2 separate regions of the Mus musculus genome follow, and region 1 is linked to region 2. The links are chromatin contacts, called in public HiChIP or PLAC-seq maps. All regions are on one chromosome and are shown on one strand. The core of a region is the stretch at or near the end of the contact, and the rest is flanking DNA. Distances in the headings are between cores, read along the strand shown.

Region 1 (5,031 bases), core at 2,527-5,026, 320 kb before region 2:
CTTGCCTTCAGCCCTGTCCTCAGTGGAGCTAGAAAACAGCTGATCCAAATCCTGCAGACTGAAAGAGTCATTCAGTCTCCTCCCCTCAGGCTAAATGATGCTAGTTCCTTCTCCCTTTGGATGAAAAGTACCTGATGTAGGCAGGAAGGAGTCAGGGAAGGTTCAAGATAGAAAAGATAAAAATACAAACCAAAGGTCTAGAATGATACCGAGTGGGTGGTTACCCCACTCCCTTAGGGTAGTATTTGTGACTATGTAGTACCTATGACACTACAGAACCTCAAAGTGTCACCATCTACAAGGATATTCTTGAACCTCACCTGATATCGGAAGGCCCAGACCTCGGACCTCTAGGATCTCCCTAGACAGGGCCTGCTGCCTTATAGGAGGCCCCTCCCTGCTGTGCCCAGTCTTTGAAATGCAGACTTGAGGGGATGCAGGCCACACAGATTCACTGTCATGACAGAACCTGGCAGCTTCCAATATCTGCCACGGGAACTTCCGAGACAGAACAGGGCCTTTCCGGAACCTTTCCTTGCCAGACGGGAAGAGAGTGAGCCGAGATGGCTGAGGTGGTACTTGCCTGTAATCTTAGCTCTGGGGATGCTGAGGAGAAGGACTGTAAGTCTTAGGACAGCCTGGCTGTCTCAAAAACAAAACAAACCAGTGAGAGGGCCCGGTGTATAAAGGCATTTGCCTAAGGACCAGAGTTGGATCCCTGAGTCCCATGTGACCTAAGGAGAATCAACCTCCTTTGACAGCCATCTCCCCACGAACACACTAAACAAACAAATTAAAACACCAACAATAGTCCCAGTGACCCGGTGACAGAGGGGCAGAAAGGAATGCATGTAGGCACTGGGGTGCCCCTGGCAGTGGAGTGTAAATGGTCCTCACCCTCTAACACACCCCTTTCCCTGTCTGTGACCTGGAAAAGGACTGACAGGGACAGGGTAGAACCAGTTTCCTATGCTCACCTCAAAGTGTCACCATCTACAAGGATATGCTTGAACCTCTCCTGATATCGGAAGGCCCGGACCTCTCGGATCTCCCGAATCCTCCTTCGCCAGTTCAGAAACCGGTAGTGCAAGTTGAGGTCATCCATCTTGTTCATGAGAACAAACCTGTGACAAGACAGATGGCTGAGAAGGAAGCAGGGCTCAGAGCAGAGGACCCCAGCCTGCTCAACCCTGAATGTACAAAGTGCACCAGACTTGACGCCGGATGTCCAAATACATCAAGAGCTCCAGCCTCAGCCACTCAGGCAATACGTATTTATTGGGATTTTTTTTTTTTTTTTTTTTTTTTGGGTTTTTTCGAGACAGGGTTTCTCTCTATAGCCCTGGCTGGCCTGGAACTCACTTTGTAGACCAGGCTGGCCTCGAACTCAGAAATTTGCCTGCCTCTGCCTCCCAAGTGCTGGGATTAAAGGCCTGCGCCACCACCGCTCGACCTTTATTAGGATTTTTATTGTTTATCGTGTGCTCTGTTATCAGAGTTAGGAACAAAGTTATGAGCAAGGTAGAGGAATCTGGATGCTTGTTCTCACAGAGTTTCCACTCAAGTGGGCATAGGGGAGCATGGCAGATAATAAATACAAATGGTCATATTTTTTAAAAAATTTTTTGTCTTATTTATTTATTATATGTAAGTACATTGTCACTCTTCCATTACGGATGGTTGTGAGGCACCATGTTGTTGCTGGGATTTGAACTCAGGACCTCTGGAAGAGCAGTCAGTGCTCTTAACCACTGAGCCATTTCTCCAGCCCACAAATGGTCATTTTAACCAGTGGAAGAAAAAAAAAAAAAAAAAACCCACAGAGATGTAACAAAATAGCGGACAGGGACAGACTCTGAGGTACTGCCTGAAAAACTGAAAGAGAGGCAGGCAGTGTAACAGTGTAACAAAAACCATTCCATACAGAAGAAACAGTTGCTCAGGCCCATGGTTAGAAAAAAGGTGTCATGGCAGAGAAAAACAGCCCACCAGAGCCATTGTATGTAGGGAAAGTGAATGACAATAAGGTAAGGGGGGAGAGGAGGTGTTGGAGAGATGGCTCAGCAGTTAAGAGCACAGACAGAGGTCCTGAGTTCAAATCCCAGCAACCACATGGTGGCTCACATCCATCTGTAATGAGATCTGATGCCCTCTTCTGGTGTGTCTGAAGACAGCTACAGTGTACTTACAAAAAATAAATAAATCTTAAAAAAAAATAAGAAGCCAGGCGGTGGTGGGTGGTGGCGCAGGTCTTTAATCCCAGCATTCAGGAGGCAGAGGCAGGCGGATTTCTGAGTTCAAGGCCAGCCTGGTTACAAAGTGAGTTCCAGGACAGCCAAGGCTATACAGAGAAACCCTGTCTCCAAAAACAAAAACAAAACAACAACAACAAAAAAAAAACCAGAGTAGAATAAGGTGGCAAGATATGGAAGCACAGGCCTTTAATGCCAACACTCCAGAGGTAGTGGCAGGTGGTTATCTATGACTAAGAGGCAGCCAGCCTGGTCTCAAAGCAAATTTCAGAAGACAGCAAGGTTTAGACAGAGAAACCCTGTCTAAAAAAACAAAAAGAACAGGGTAAAGCAAGAGTCTATCCACAGTCAGGACTTTTAAATTTTATTTCAAGGGTAATGAAAAACTTCTAGGGAATTGTAAACAAGAAACGGTATGAATTTTTTGTTTGTTTGTTTTTCTGAGACAGGGTTTCTCTGTGTACCTCTGGCTGTCCTGCAACTTACTAGCCTTGAACTCTGGCCTGCCTCTGCCTCCTGGGTGCTAGGATTAAAGTGTGTACCCCCACCCTGCCTGAAGCCCATGCTGTTCAATTCACTGAGCCTTCTCTTCTGCCAGAACCCCAGCCCTTTTTAGTCCGCAGAGGTAAACGGATTTCTGAATTCTTCAACAGCCTGCTCTACATAGTGTGTGCCAGGGTAGACAGGGCTACACAGTGAGGCCCTGTCTCAAACAAAAGAAAAAACAACTTAGCAGATCTTAACTCCAAGTTGTAACAGAATTCAGAGGGCCGCAGCCCCTAAAGCAGCAGCAGTACCGGAGAAAAACATGGGACTCTCTCGGTATTTAGACAACCAGCAAGGCCAGTAAATGAATGAATGAATAAAATCTTCCAGAGATCCAAAAGCGGGAAAACCATGAAGAAATATTTTCTTCCTGCCTCCCAAACACCTGGCACTGTGCCCTACACACAGTAGGTGCTTAGCAATCCTGGGCTAAGCTGAGTTCGATCCCAATGTGCACATTGGGGCTCTTCTGCAGGAGCTACAGACCAGCACATGCCCCACAAGAGCAGACACCTGCGGCGCAGCACTGGGATCCCCCAGGGCCCTGGGCCAGGACTCGAACCCAGGTAGATGCCGGAGCCCCAGATCTGAAGGCATCGGATCTTCGAGAACCTGACAGCCTCAGCACCAAGCAGCTGCCGCCGCACTGGGTCCGGGCACGGCCTCAGGACCGCGGGGTCTCTCAGGTGACACCCGGGACCACCCGGCCTTAACCTGTCAATGAGGCTACGCCCCGTCGTCACAGGCCCTGGCTGCAATGGGGAGGGTGCGCGGCGAGAGGAACGCCCGTGACCGGAGCCCCTGGCCCCGCCCTGAGGCCGCAGCCGTCGCCCAGGACCCCCGCCTCGAGATCTGCAGAGACCGAGGCCTCCGGGACCCCGCCCCCGATCCCCGCCTACCGGGGCCGCCGCGTCCTCCTCATCCATAGGCCTCTCAGCTCCGCGTTGTAGCTCTTCGGCCGCCGCCACCACACACATCCGGGTCCCCGCCCTTCCTCTGCTCCGTCAGGCCCGCCCCCACCGCTAAATCTGACCAATCCGCAGCGCTTCTTGAAGATGGGCGCCCTCAGCAGCCAATCGCAGGGCACAGGCGGTGCGGAGCGCGGCCCGGTGAGCTGGGTACCTAACACTCGGCGGCGTCTGAGGAACCCTGGTGTCGGGAGGGTGGGGGAGGCGACGTGGCTGCCCGGACGCCACCTCGGACGCCTGGAGCTCAGGGAGGCGGTCAAGGGGCGGCTCCCTTGGGGCGGAGTAGGTCCCTGTGCCCGTGCGCGAGCTTCGTGTTCCCAGAGCCAGAAGTGATGCTAAAAACCTCTCTGGAATGTCCTTTTGAGCCACTTAACGGCATGGGGGGGGGGATTTTTTTTTAATGTTATCTCCTATTTTACGCGTGAGAAGCCAGAGGCTGATCTCCACAGCGGCAGCACTCGGCTGGCACCACATGCTTTCTTCTCTCCGGAGCACCCCTTTGCACCACGTTCGTTCATTCCAGGACAGGCGTTCCAGAACAGGAGAGAACATATGCAAAAGGCACAGTGGGATGAAACCCGGGTGCTCTTTGGGCTTGGGCTTGGTAGGAAAAGTTAGCTCGGGTCAGAATGTACCGGAAAGGATACTAATCTTTATCATGCACCTCCTATAAAGGGTATGATTGTCCTTGGAAGGAATTGGGATTCTTGGACGACTTCAACGTTTTGCTCTTAAGACTGAATATTCTTTCCAGAAAGACTCATCCTGTGTCAGAAACATAAACGAACATATTTGTGTCTTTCCACATCTAAATTTATTGAGTATCAAATACATCAGCAAGCGATGTCAGCTTCATTGGCGGCAATTTGCCAATTAGACCTGATTTACATTGATAATGGGCCCTTACCAAACACATGAACTTTTACTTTAATATTAATTACTAACTCTTGGGTCACAGATTACATATCCTGTGTGTACTTATGTAGGTTAACAACATGGCTAGAAAAGGGTTAAAGAAGCCACAGCATAATTCAAGAGTTCAGAGGCCTTACTAGAGACAAGAGCTGATAGAGTGCAAAGTCACTGCAGCCAGAGAACAAACCTAGCTGGGGAGCTGCTGAAGGTTCCAGCCTGGGATGCAGCCATAGCTGCAGGTCACAGGGCTGAACACCTTCAGAGGCAAAATGTGAGACTGGGTATGGATGAATACGTGGGCAACCCGTAATGCGAGTAGGTTCCATCAGCTGTGGACCCCAGTTGGGCTG
Region 2 (5,341 bases), core at 2,718-5,217:
TCTGGAGCACATGCTTGAGACACTAGCATTTACTTACTTATTAGACAAGGTCTCACTATGTAGCTCTGGCTGGCCAGGAACTCACTATGTAGACCAGGTTGGCCTTGAACTCACAGAAATCTACCTGCCTCTCTCTTTCTTTTTTTTTTTTTTTTTTTTTTTGGGGGGGGGTTTCTTTTTGGTTTTTCGAGACAGGGTTTCTCTGTATAGCCCTCGCTGTCCTGGAACTCACTTTGTAGACCAGGGTGGCCTCGAACTCAAAAATCCACCTGCCTCTGCCTCCCAAGTGCTGGGATTAAAGGCGTGAGCCACCACGCCTGGCTCTCTCTCTCTCTTTCAAGTGATAGAATTAAAGGTGTGTGCCCCTGTGGCAGGTATCAACATTTTTTTTTTTTTTTTTGAGACATGGTTTCTCTGTATAGCCCTGGCTGTTCTGGAACTCACTTTGTAGACCAGGCTAGCCTCGAACTCAGAAATCCGCCTGCCTTTGCCTCCCAAATGCTGGGATTAAAGGCGTGCGCCACCACGCCCGGCTCCAACATTTATTTTTGAAGACTTTATTTATATCATTTTAAAACTCTCTGTCTCTGTCTCTCTCTGTGTCTGTCTGTCTGTCTGTCTGTGTGTGTGTGTGTGTGTGTGTGTGTGTGTGTGTGGTGTACAGAGGGGCACTGGTAAGGTACTGGATACCCCTGGAGTCGGGGGAGTTAGGAGCCACTCAATATGAATGCTGAGTACTGAACTCCAGTGCTCTGGAACAGCTGTGTATGCTTTTTAATCTCTAAGTCATCTCTCTAGGACCACCAGGACTAATTTTCACATGGTGGCACCACCTGTTGGGCATTGGAGGAGTGGCCACAGTGAAGCCATTGGCCTGAGTGCACTCAGATCGCTGAAGCTCACACTGTGGGGATCTGTCCAGACTCAGGGAGGTGAGCGAGGTTACCTAGGCAGCAGTTGCCCAGGAGCACCAGGGGGTGGCGCTATACCTCGCTTGGCATAGTACTTACAGAACATTCGGGAAGCCCTGGGTTCCATCCCTAGCACTGCATAAGCAGTGTGGCAGGTCCTTGTAATCCTAGCACAGGGAAGGTGGAGGCCGGAGCTGATCTGGAGCTGTAGGCAGGCAGGGAGGATCAACATTTCAAAGTCAGAGGCTGGAGAGAGAGGGCTAAGTTAGGAGCACTTGCTGCTCTTTCAGGGAACCAGGGTTTAGTTTCCAGTGCTCCTATTAGCAAGTTCACAGATGCCCATAATTCTCGCTCTAGGGTACCCGAGGCCCTCTTCGGGCCTCTGTGGGCACCTCCATGCACAGGTGCACATACAGACGAACAGACAGACAAACAGCACATATACTACATTGCTTCTACAGCACAAACACTAAATTAAAACAATACAGAGATTATTGTTGTCCCTGTACAAGGGTAACCCACAAAGTTGGGAAGCATTTCATATATTTTAAAAAGCTTTCTTTAAAAAAATAAATATATATGTTTTCCTTCATATTCTATACATTAAGAATACAATTTTGGGATGGAGAGATGGCTCAACAGTTAAGAGCAATGACCACTCTTCCAGAGGTCCTGAGTTCAACCCCCAACAACCACACGGTGGCTCACAACCATCTGTAATGGGATCTGATTACCCTCTCCTGGTGTTTCTGAAAATGGCTTCAGTGTACTCTTATACATCCCCGAATGTATACATTAAGAATAAATTTTCAAGCCAGGCGTGGTGGCACACGCCTTTAATCCCAGCACTTTGGAGGCAGAGGCAGGCAGATTTCTGAGTTCGAGGCCAGCCTGGTCTACAAAGTGAGTTCCAGGACAGCCAGGGCTACGCAGAGAAACCCTGTCTCGGAAAAAGCAAAAAAAAAAAAAAAAAAAGAATAAATTTTCATCTTACCCTAATGTATTAATTTCTATCTATAAATATATAGGCAGAGATATAGATGCAGGTAAGCAGGATTTATTAGAATGATTTACAGGCTGCAACCCAGCAAATCCAACAATGACTGGCTGTAAGCAGGAAGTCCAACAGTCCAGTACAGTCCACGTGCTTGGATGTCTTCAGTACATGGTGGACTCCCAAAGAACTAGGCTTTAATGCCGGTAAAGAAATGGACTTTCCTTTCCAGGAGAGAACAAACTGGCCAAGAGCAAAGTGTCCTTCTTCAGTGTCCTTATCTAGGTTTCCAGCAGATGGTATGGCCCAGGTTAGAGGTGTGTCTTCCCACTTCAAAATCTAGATTAAGTAATCTATTCACCTACTTCAGGTTAAGAAGAAAAAAAAAAAGGTGTGTCCCGACAACCAAGAATAGTTATCACACCTAATAAAAATTGTTGTAAATATTTGTAAAAGTTTGAGATCATCTTGGCAACATAGCAGGCTGAGGCCATCCTAAACTGAGTGTGAGATCCTGTCTCAAAAATAAATAAAAGTGCCGGGCATGGTGGCGCATGCCTTTAATCCCAGCCCTCGGGAGGGAGAGGCAGGAGGATTTCTGAGTTCGAGGCCAGCCTGGTCTACAGAGTGAGTTCCAGGACAGCCAGGGCTATACAGAGAATACCCTGTCTTGGAAAAAAAATAAAAAAAAATAAAATAAAATAAAATAAAATAAAATAAAATAAAAGTGTAGAGGGTGGGGAGAGGAATGTAGACAGCTAAGGTCCAGGCCTTGTGTGGCTTGTGGGAAAGTCCTTGATTTATTCATCATTTTATCTATGAACAGGGTCTCATGTAGCGCAGGATGACCTAAAACTCTCTGTGTTGCCAAGGGTGACCTTGAACTCAGGATCCTGTAAGCCCTATCTGCAAAGTGCTGGGGTTAGCTGGGCTTGGTGGCCCACACCTTTAACCCTAGCACTCGGGAGGCAGAGGCAGGTGGATTTCTGAGTTCGAGGCCAGCCTGGTCTACAAAGTGAGTTCCAGGACAGCCAGGGCTATACAGAGAAACTCTGTCTCGAAAAACCAAAAAAAAAAAATTCTGAGAGTTGTGGCTTGCTTTTGTTTTTCTAGCACCCGAGAGAGAGAGAGAGAGAGAGAGAGAGAGAGAGAGAGAGAGATATGGGATGACTGCTTTTCATCCAAAGTCAACCCAAGTCATACTGGTAGATTGTCTCAAAAACATCAAAACCAAAAATGAATTCACTTAGTTACCCAGAACAATGACATGAAACTATAACTGCACCATCTGCTGAACACATTGAAACCCTGTCTCTTATCTTTCTACAAAAAAAGAACCACAGGCTGTGGTTCTAGCAGCTGGCAACATTGAAGCCCAGGGCTGGGACTCAGCAGAACTTCCTCCTTTTGTTCTCTGAGGCCTTTTTTTGTTTGTTTGTTTTTGTTGTTATTTTCCGAGTCAGAGACAGGGCTGGTCTGTGTGGCTCTGGCTGTCTTGGAACTCACTATGCAGACCATGCTGGTTTCAAACTCAGAGATTCACCTGCCTCTGCCTCCTGAGTTCAGGGACTAAAGGTGTTGTGCCATCATGACAGAGCTCTCTCTGAGGTTTTATGTAGGGTTCCCTAAGAAGCTAATATTGTCTTTAAATTCTGATTCTCTTCCTCCATTTCCAAAATGCTAGGTTACAGACAAGTCTACCCATCAAGCAGGCACTTGGTGCACATACACTGAGGCAAAACACTCATACACATTAAAAAAAAAAATCTTAAAATTTAAGCAAAACAACAACAAAAAAAAACAGTGAGAGTTTATCTCGTTGGCTCAGGTCCTTGCTTGGAGCTGACCCCGCCTCGGTCCCGCCCTAAGGAGCATTTCCGCTGCGTCTCCGTATTTCACCTGTATGTATTTCACAACGCAATGTTTTCTCCCTAAGGCTCCGCCTGGCGGCCAGCGCAACGGTTTCCTCCTTGTTTAGTTGGACCACAGCGATTGACAAGTCAGTTCTCCAATCATCGTGTCAAAGTGATCACATAATTATTAACTAGGTCACAGGGGCGGTGCGGAAGTATAGAATGAATAGGAGTGACCAGGAAGTGCGAACCCAGACTGAGAAGGAGGACAGGAGCGGGCTGGCGATCTGGGAAGGTGACAGGGCATCTGGCCTCCCAAATTCCATCTCTCCTCTTAGCTGGGCCAGGGATCCATTTATTCCTGAGAACTAAGAACTCCATTTGCTCTTTGGGGGTTGTGTGTGTGTTCTAAGAGTTTTGGGACCTGGAGTGTCTTTCTTGATATTCAGGATGGGATTATTTGTTTGTTTATTTATTTATTTTTATTTATTTGTTTATTTTAGCTTCACTTCAGGGGTGCCCCCGGGGCGAGCAGGGAGTTTAGGTCCCATCTCACACTACGGATGCTTAAAGGCCTCCGGTCCCTTTCCAGGGAGAGGGAAATGAGACTTCTCCATCCAGGTGAGATAGTGAAAGTGGGAGGGGCCCTGGGAAGAGAGTTCCTGTGATTTAAATCCTGGGCTAGAGTAGGCTATGAGGATGCGGGAAAGAAAAAGGGAACTTTTTTTTTTGTTTTGTTTTTGTTTGTTTGTTTGTTTTTGTTATTTCGAGACAGGGTTTCTCTGTATAGCTCCAGCTGTCCTGGAACTTACTTTGTAGACCAGGCTGGCCTCATTCGCCTGCCTCTGCCTCCCAAGTGCTGGTATTAAAGGTGTGCACCCCCACGCCCAGCAGGGAACTTTTTTTCATTTCCTTTTGTTTTGGGTTTGACACAGGGTAGCTCTAGCTGTCCTGTAACTCTTTTTCGACCAGGCTGGTCTGGAACTCAGAGATCCACCTGCCTCTGTTTCCAGAGTGCAGCCCATTTTTAAGTGGAGGTTTATCTGTGAGAGTCTTGGTAGGGTGGAGGCTGTAGGGTGGGGCTCGGGTTCTCGAAAATCCTCCTCCCTTCCTGGAACCTTCAGACTTTGCCTGGTTTACTTCCTAGGCTTGAGCTAACATCTCGACATGTGGAATCCTAATGCTGGTAAGTTCCTGGGGGCTCTCCTCTGACCTGCCCCAGCCCATTTTGCAATGAAACAGGAAGTTTCTATCTATCCCCGCAGCCCCAAGCAAAAGCAAAGCCACCGGACCACTGCTAGTTACCAAGTTCTGCCTTTCCATAAGGCTTAAGAACGGTAGTGATTTGTATTATGTGTTGATAGAGGTTCCGGACAGTTCTAATCTTTATTCTCGGATTCTTCTTCCAGGACCGAATCCATATCCACCCCAAGTTGTGTGCCCAGGAGGTTCCAATCCTGCCTGTCCACCACCTCTCAATCCTGCCTTTCCCCCTGGCCCCTGTCCTCCCGGAATTCCCCAGGGAAACCCAGCTTTCCCTCCGTGTCGTCCCCCTTATCCTGTACCACAACCAGGGTGTCCAG

What was found. HiChIP or PLAC-seq counts read pairs in DNA pulled down with a chosen protein or histone mark.
Region 1: a contact with region 2 is called in an H3K27ac HiChIP or PLAC-seq map of microglia, with 5 times the contacts expected there. The contact joins the promoter of Spryd3 here to the promoter of Prr13 in region 2. A contact is called at or near these places in 11 of 39 promoter capture datasets (the 3T3-L1 cell line, the C10 cell line, the HPC-7 cell line and 8 more), 1 of 484 Hi-C or Micro-C datasets (CD4 T cells), 3 of 115 datasets of contacts at active chromatin or transcription factors (embryonic stem cells, microglia and pancreatic cancer cells) and 2 of 9 other capture datasets (adipose tissue and liver).

The regions. Positions count from the first base shown.
Region 1 is chr15:102,132,439-102,137,469 of GRCm38.p6, forward strand. It overlaps Spryd3 (SPRY domain containing 3), which reads right to left and starts at 3,777. Exons shown (of 11, transcript NM_001033277.3): 1 at 3,698-3,777; 2 at 978-1,124. The coding sequence starts at 3,720.
Region 2 is chr15:102,455,203-102,460,543 of GRCm38.p6, forward strand. It overlaps Prr13 (proline rich 13), which reads left to right and starts at 3,968. Exons shown (of 4, transcript NM_001170911.1): 1 at 3,968-4,053; 2 at 4,906-4,944; 3 at 5,168-5,341. The coding sequence starts at 4,926. It also overlaps the pseudogene Gm24128.